Regions from separate parts of the Columba livia genome. Here region 1 is linked to region 2. The links are chromatin contacts, called in public Hi-C maps. All regions are on one chromosome and are shown on one strand. The core of a region is the stretch at or near the end of the contact, and the rest is flanking DNA. Distances in the headings are between cores, read along the strand shown.

Region 1 (3,926 bases), core at 479-2,978, 150 kb before region 2:
TGCCTGCGACTTTAGAACAAATCTTTTCTCCTCAGACATGCAAACCTGTCGGGATGGAGGAGAATCCCGCTGGGAACAAGGAACAAGCTGCATCTATTCTTGGGAAAGAGCTGTGGCCTGGTGTATTTTTGCAAGAAGCAGTACTGACACCTCTCCGTCTGAGGAGCTCAAGTGTTAATTATTCCCCAGCGCTCAGGTCCTGAGTTTTTGGAAAAGCAGGAGGGCCATCTGCTTTCCCAGCAGCACACAACGGGTCTGGGCAGAGCAGCTCCAGCAGGTTGAACAATGCACTGAGGGGAAACAAGGGGAACTGAGGCAACTAAACCACCTCCCCACGCTACCACCAGAGATGTGTATCAGTTGCAGGGTCTGTTGTTATGCACATAAAACTCCACAGGGAAAAAAATAAAATGAAGGATTAAGTTACCAACAAAGACAGAGCTCCTCAGATCACCTACATCATTTACTTGCCATTTATCCACTCCCTCCTGTTACAAAAGGCACGCTATCCACCCCCTCATCCCAAACACAGTTGACTCCTAAAGACTGCTTCCAGGCAGAAATAAAACTCGCCTGAGGAAGAACAGGCTTAAGAAATCAATCTGGTTAATTCACATTCTTAAATAGCAGAAAATCATGCAGAAAAAAAAAACAAGAAAAAAAAAAAACAACAGATGTTTGCCCAGATATTTCCAAAAAGAGAAACGTAAACAACTGCATAGTGTGTGTGTGTGTGTATGTATGTCCCCCCAGTAGCATCACACGAAGAAGTACTTTATAACCACAACTACTCTGGTAAAGATACAGATTAGAGCAATGTCAGGGAAATAAAGCATTTTGAAAATCCTCCTTGGAGTCATTCTAAATCTATTCACTAAGATGCATTTGATCCATTATTTAATCCACCTGCACACCTGACTATACATAAGGTCCAGGTGATAACCACTCTTTTTGGCACAAACATTGCATGAACCTGATTTGAGTTCTAGTTCTTTAGTCAAAAGAAACACATAGCTTCTCAAGTGACTCAAAGCAGTTACAAGAGGTTACACAGAGTTACCTATCTCTGCTCTTAGCACTACTAAGGTGCACTTCACCTTGGCACCTTCATCTGCATAAAATCACAGAATCATAATACAGTCTGGGTTAGGAGGATCTTCAAAGCTCATCAAAACCAACCCCCTGCAATGAGCAGGGACATCTTCAACTACATCAGGGTGCTCAGAGCCCCGTCCAGCCTGGCCTTGAATGTTTCCAGCAATGGGGATCTATCACCTCTCTGGGCAACCTGGGCCAGTGTTTCACCACCCTCATTGTAAACAATTTCTTCCTCATGTCTAGGCTGAATCTCCCCTACTTTAGTTTAAAACCATCACCCCCTTTCCTACTGCAACGAAAGTCTGTCCCCACCTTTCTTATAGGCCACTTCTAAATACTGAAAGGCTACACTAAGGTCTCCCTGGAACATTCTCCAGGATGAACAACCCCAACCCTCTCAGCCTGTCCTCACAGGAGAGGTGTTTCAGCCCTCTGATCATTTTTGTGTTCCCTATTAAAAGCTCACCCTATGAATTTATCATGATGTGCCACATATTTGACCTTTTCCTCCCATGAACACACTGCCGTAGCTCCCGTGTGCCAAAGAGCGCAGTGAAATCGGATGTCCCCTGCGCACTGCCTACAAGAAAACTCCGGTATTTTCCGTCTCATTAAAGGCGCTGTTATTTTCCCCGCATGCCGATGTCAGTCCCTGGCTCAGCAGCGAGCAGGCACCGGGCAGCTGCGGATCGCAGAGCTGGCGAGCAGGCCGGCAGCAGGAGGAGGAAGAAGGGAAGGGGGGGGACACGGCGCCGGCCACTCCCTCCGCCGCCACCAGGTGGCGCCGCCGCCCAGCGGATGAGCCGCCGCCGCTGCAGGGGCTGGGCCGACCCGCCCTGCACCGCCACCCCTCGCTAAAGCGCCTTCTTGTCTGCGCCTTGGGTTAGGCGGGGTGCCGTCCGGGCCTCCTGCTCCAAAACCCTACCCACAGCGCAAAAACACGCCCCCCTCCCGCCCCGCAAACAAAAAACGAACCAACAAGAACAAGAATAAACCAGAAATCAACAACAAAAGACACCACAAAACAACAAAACACACCTCGCAGGTGAGAGTGTTCCTACAACCACCGCTTTAGGACCACCAGCCCTAAGCGTGGCTAACCCAGTGCAGGTGGAAACATCCCACCCTGTGAATTGCCACCAGCACCTGCAGCCTCAGTTGGGTCCTCTGCACCAGGGAATGCCTCCAAGTTGAGGAAAAAATAGAAATAAAATAGTAATAATAATAATACTATTTAAAGGCAAACGCACACACACAAAGCCACCAGCACCAAAAGATAACTCACTGCAGGACTGAGAAGGGGCCACCAGCATCCCACAGATCTTCCCATTACACCGTTTACCAACTGTGTATTTGGGAAACCTGGTCCCCACCCTGGGGAAATCTCTGATCTCCCCTGCCATCCATAACAGAAACTGTACACACAGTTAAGTCTCTGTGTGACAGGGACACACAAGTCATACAGTGACCAAGAGCAGACACTTGCCAGCGCTGAGGGGCACAGGGGGGCTCCATCCTCTCGAACGCTTCCCACAGGACTGAGGTGCACCAAGGTGTCTAACGACAATGAGCAATTCACTTCAGGTTAGGCTGAAGTGTCTGCAACCACTAAGAAAATAAAGAGAACAAAATCCTTCCCACAGCTGAAGCTGTGTCTGGTCCAGTGATCTGGGGTGTAAGTAGAGAAATTGCCAGGGAGACAGGAAGTACACTATTTTGATGGGCTTTTCTACATAATGTGCTATATTATACCTTTTTTCTTTAAAATCAAAACTCCCTTGAAATAATACACCCCAACAGGCTAATACAGGTTACTTCAAAGGAAGCACCACATTTACAGATGGTAGAAAAGCATCCAGTTTAGGGAAACAAAACGTCCCACACGGAGGTTTTGACTTTTGTTCGGTGCTCCCGCTATGTAGAAAGATCTCATCAAAACAGGCCAGAGTTTGGGCAGTCAGCAGTAGGATGAGGTCGTGTCAATCTCTATGTTTCTTTTCAGAGAGTCATTCTTGATGTGGGGTAATCAGTGAGCCCACATGCATCTCTCCATAGGAAACAATCGCTTCAACTTCTTGTGCAGCCACTGGGGGAAATACAGAAACGTGGGAGAACAAAACACAAAGAACTCACAAATGGAAAATCCTTCCCCTGCCGAGTGTTGAGAGAATATTATTGCAGATTTTTAAAAGTGCTGTAGGAGTGGGAGAAGCTTCACTTACATAAAACTAACAGGAAGACAAACCAATGAGCAGGGACGTGCACAAGAAAGCAGGTATCTATGGAGATGGTATCCAACATTTGCAACCAAGTCAGTTTTAAATTACTCCAAACCACTGGTTAACAGTCAGAGGAGGGCAAGCTGAGATGCTGCAGCAACATACTATTAAATTTAAAATATTTGCAGAGGGCATGTGAATAAAAAGCTTCAGATTTTTTTTAAACTCATTGAGGAAAAAAAAAGTACGTTTTTATGCTGTGAATTCAACTTCAAGCCTAAGACAGACCTTGAGTAGGACAATGGAGACAATTCTTTGTTCTCAGGAAAAAAAACAAACAAAAAAAACACCACCACCACCACCACCAACACCACCACCACCACAAACCACAAGGATTTAGGGGAAGGAGTCTGACAGAAATACCTAGGTTTGTTAAGGCAATCAAGAATTTGGGGTAATCCACTTTTTAGCATTAAAACATACTTCATATGCTTTCATTCATACAGCATAGCTTTCAGAATACAAATATATTTCATCATATTCTGAAAAAATGTGGAAGTGGTACCCATTACTAGGTATCCACATGCACTTGATTGGCATCTATTTTCC
Region 2 (4,091 bases), core at 1,313-3,812:
ACTGGAAGCAGAAGGTATTCACTCAATCGCAGCTAGCTTGTCCTTAGGAAGATGTTCTTCTTGCCTGGTAGCACCGACCAATATATTCAACAGATGCAGAATGAAGTACTGAAATTAATCTGACAAGTCAGAAGTGGCTGTTGAAGCACACCAGTCTAATCATACCACTGTCAGATTGTTGGTTTACAGTCATTGCACCTATGTGCATGAGTAGGTGAAGTGAAAACGGAAGTGTTCTGGTACTACAATGACAGCACTGAGTTTCCATTGTCTCCCTGGTGAAGGAATTCAGGAAAAAAAAAAATCCCTTTAGGGGAAAAAAGTAAGTTCCAGTAAGACAGTACATTATGGACATTCTGTAAGGTAAATGGTCAGTACGAAAAATTGTATGTATGAAAATTGGAAACCTTTGTGTTTACTTGTATATATATATTTGGTGTCCATGGTGACCATGACTGAAATAAAACAAACTGACACCAATGATGATTTATTTTCATATTCTACACCCTTTTAAACAAACACTCTAGTCTGAGGTTGCTACTGAATGTAAACATGACACTAGAGTGAACTTTCACAATATCATCCTCTGAGGTTCATTAAAGAAAAAACAGACCTGAAGAAAGACCTGCTTCAGAACAATTCAGCTTTCTGAGCAGGTGCCAGTTCCTACTATCCTGCAATAATGTAGTCAACATGCTGAAAAGTAAGAGCTCATTGGGAATTATTAGACAAAACTAGTTCCAACAACTAAAAAAGAAACAGATTGATCAGAGCCAAAATATTTCCCAGAAGGATGGCAACATTTTCTTGTTTGGAAAAGTTTTAAGTGAACAGACTCCTCAGGTCTATATTTTCCAGTCAAAAGCAAACACAGAAGGACAAAGTTGAGATTCAATAGTTGGGTGATTATGAATCATTCCTGGGTTTGCTGGCAGCCCAGCCTCTGCTGTGAATTGGGTGGGTACTGTAGTCATTGGGATCTGTGACTTCAGGAAGACTTGAGTGCAGGAACATTTTAATAGCTTTAATAATCTTGGTCTTTTTCTTTGTGATGCTCACTTCCCAAATACATAAAATGGTAAGCATAACCATTTCCTACTTCACAAAGGTTCTGTGAGGTGAAATTCATTGAAGATTTTGAGATGAGCCGATAAACAGTTTATATAGACATGCTAGGAAGAAAATCTCACAAGTTTTCAACACAACCCGCCACACTAAGGTTCTTACCATAGCACATAAGAAGTAGTAGAGATACCATATTTGTTTGGCAATGTCTGTTGGATGGAGGAAAAGAATAATAAAACTTGTGACAACAAGATCAAAATTTGGCCAGAGGTTGTGTGTACGCAGTTTATTTTGTTTATGAATGTCATTGTTTTGATCTGTTAGAATCATAGTCAATACATTTACTTAGGCAAGAAAACTTATGAGAAACATCCCAAGTCAGAGTTTTATTGTTTTTATCCTGTATAGGATATCACAGCAACCCTACTGTTCTATTAGCATGTATGAGAATACAACAGAAGAAAGAATGCATGAACACTTCTTAAACCTCAACCTGTAAAAGCAAAGAAAGTACAATGAGGTGTGTTTACCGGAAAATGTATGCCTATCTACAAGCATACAAATATCTAGAGAAACAGAAACATAACTGAAATGACAACTTTTAAATAAAGTTAATTTCTCTATCCCTGTTTTGTATTATGAAGTCTATGACTTCAGTGGAAGCAAGTTTGGACTCTTGTTGCTCTTATTTACAGTAAAGGAAATGGTCTCCTTCTCAGCTTAAGCCCTGGGCCCAAAATGCCATTTAATTATATTTTTGGTCAGAATAAGATTTTTTTATATTATACCTTCTTTCCTAAAGTCCTTTCAGTGAGTTTCAAGTGGAGGTTTGGATGCTGCAAAAGCAAAAAGCAGTTGTTGCTGCTGCTCAGAATTGTACTGATGGTGGTCCAGTGCAATCTTTTTTTTCATGTTGGTAGTGATTTTCTGTATCAAGGTTTTGCCATTGGAAAAACAGTGATAGGGAATCATGGCCTTTGATTATCAGGTACAACAAGGCACAGGGTGGAGGATCATCAATTGATCAGATATTGATTTTTGAATAGAAGAAAAGTTATCTAAGTTCACTATATATCAAACTGTATCATTCAATGGCAGGCCATTCAAGTTATTGAGTAATTCCTCAAGTTATTCTATAAGTAAGATGATAACAAAATCAGGATAACAAGAAGAGTCCTTTTTCTATCTCAGTTCAGGAAAAAGGCTAGTAACTCAGTGTCCTGAATGATTCATGTAATGCTGTGATAGTTTTCTTATCCTACAAGGCCTCTTTTTCCAGTCTATTTTTAAAAGATCTACCTTAGCCATTTTAATTATTTGGGGTAAATAGAGATTTCTGTAAATTCCAGTAAAATTTTTGACAATTTATTTTGCTGCTGTGATAAGATAGGTCTCTATCTTAATTAAGGTTCCTTATCTCCTAGACATGTGTTTTGTCAGGAGATGTCACCTTCTTGATGAAGAAGGAGATACCCTCCTTGATGTACATACACGTTTCTGAGGGTTGTTGCTCTTTCACTATACTTAGGCTCACTTTTTCCCTCTGCATCTGCATCTCTTTTTCAAAGTTTATATGGAGTCCTCTGCTTTTGTTTCTACACAATTTAGACATTTTGGAGTTCTGATATAGCCGTAAATAAAAAGAGTTAAGAAAGATCAAACTGTAAACCCTTTTCTTCACTTTCAGCCCACTGAAGTCAAAGGGCTAAAATGAATGGTTAATTCTGATTCATCTTGTAGCTCTTTACCAAATCCTGCCTTTTGGGCAAACAAGTACATTCCTTTGGCTTCCCAGTGACTATTACAGTGATATGAAGCTGTAAATGTCTACCATGAATGGATATATTCAAGACAAAACGTCAGAGTGGTGAAGAGAAGCAGATGTCTTCTTATCAGGGACAGCTTCAGAAAGATTAAATCAAATTTGCCACACTACCAACACATGGATGACTCATCAGTGGTCATTTGCAACTCTAAATATGCAATAAAGCACTGAATTATTTTTGTAAAACATCCTTAAGTTCCCACATTTTTGTTTTTATTTTTGTTTTTTTTTAAATTTAATTGCCTTTTTCAGACTAAGAAGGATAACGATCAAATCAAACCTCAGGAGATTGTCCTTTCTCTTCTTTGTTAAATTCTTTTCTCGAGAAGAAAAAAGTCTTGTGAGCTGAAGAATGTTTCACTTGACTTGAAAATGGTTAATTAATACTGTTTGGAGGAATATAGTGCAGAATAAGCTAGGGGTAAACACTTTCAAGCAAACCAACCAAAGTCTTTGATCCATGACCTCACAATGGTACAACTGATACCAAGATTTCGCTACTAGCTTTCTGATAAGTATATCTGTTTTCCACACCTATGTAATACCTTCCCATTGTCAAAATTATCCAGAGGGCAATTTAGCTTAAAGAATTCCACACAGTTCACCTAGAGATATAGAAAGGCATTTTTATAAGGCATCTTTTTCCTTTGAAAAGTACATTTGAGTACATGATAGACAAGCTATGGAATTTGCCCTCAATATAGTGTGCTTTGTGTTCTGGACTTTAAAAGTACAGACAGAATTAGGGCCTAGGTAAATGAGATAAGATGCTTTATCTCTGATAATTTTTTACTATTACAGCACTCCTCCTTACCCAGAGGAAAAAGAGGGATGCTTCTCTAAAAAGGGGCATGCTTTCCTAAACCTTGCCCTCAAATAAACCTTGGGTTGTACTGTGCTATCGCAACTATTTTATTTATATATAAGCAGAGCACACACATATAGGTGAGAAAGTATTTAGCAACATTAAGAATATATGAAAAGTGATCACTTCCACATTTTTGTTCATATTTGGCCAAAGGAAAAAAATAACTCCTAGTCCCACTGCACAAATTGTGGAGGAAGACATAGCATGGCCACTTGCCCTCCCCTTAGCACTAGCTGAGTGAAACCAGTACAACGCAGGGCAATATCTCTTCCCCTAAAAAATGTATTTTAGTAACCTAGACTATGTCTAAACTGCTGTGGTGTTTCTGACTTT

The links. Hi-C and Micro-C count contacts between places; a contact is called where the count stands out from the background.
Region 1: a Hi-C map of crop shows a contact between it and region 2, with 4 times the contacts expected there. The contact joins two enhancer-like sites. A contact is called at or near these places in 2 of 2 Hi-C or Micro-C datasets (crop and liver).

The regions. Positions count from the first base shown.
Region 1 is chr2:100,536,028-100,539,953 of bColLiv1.pat.W.v2, reverse strand. The region is part of intron 2 of ZNF516 (zinc finger protein 516); the gene reads right to left. Among named protein-coding and RNA genes, the nearest start is that of ZNF516, 74 kb to the right of the region's middle. Within about 2 kb of position 1,728, at least 1 of the 3 cell types and tissues checked has an H3K27ac peak away from gene starts, as active enhancers do.
Region 2 is chr2:100,382,877-100,386,967 of bColLiv1.pat.W.v2, reverse strand. No RefSeq gene overlaps it. Among named protein-coding and RNA genes, the nearest start is that of ZNF236, 51 kb to the right of the region's middle. Within about 2 kb of position 2,562, at least 1 of the 3 cell types and tissues checked has an H3K27ac peak away from gene starts, as active enhancers do.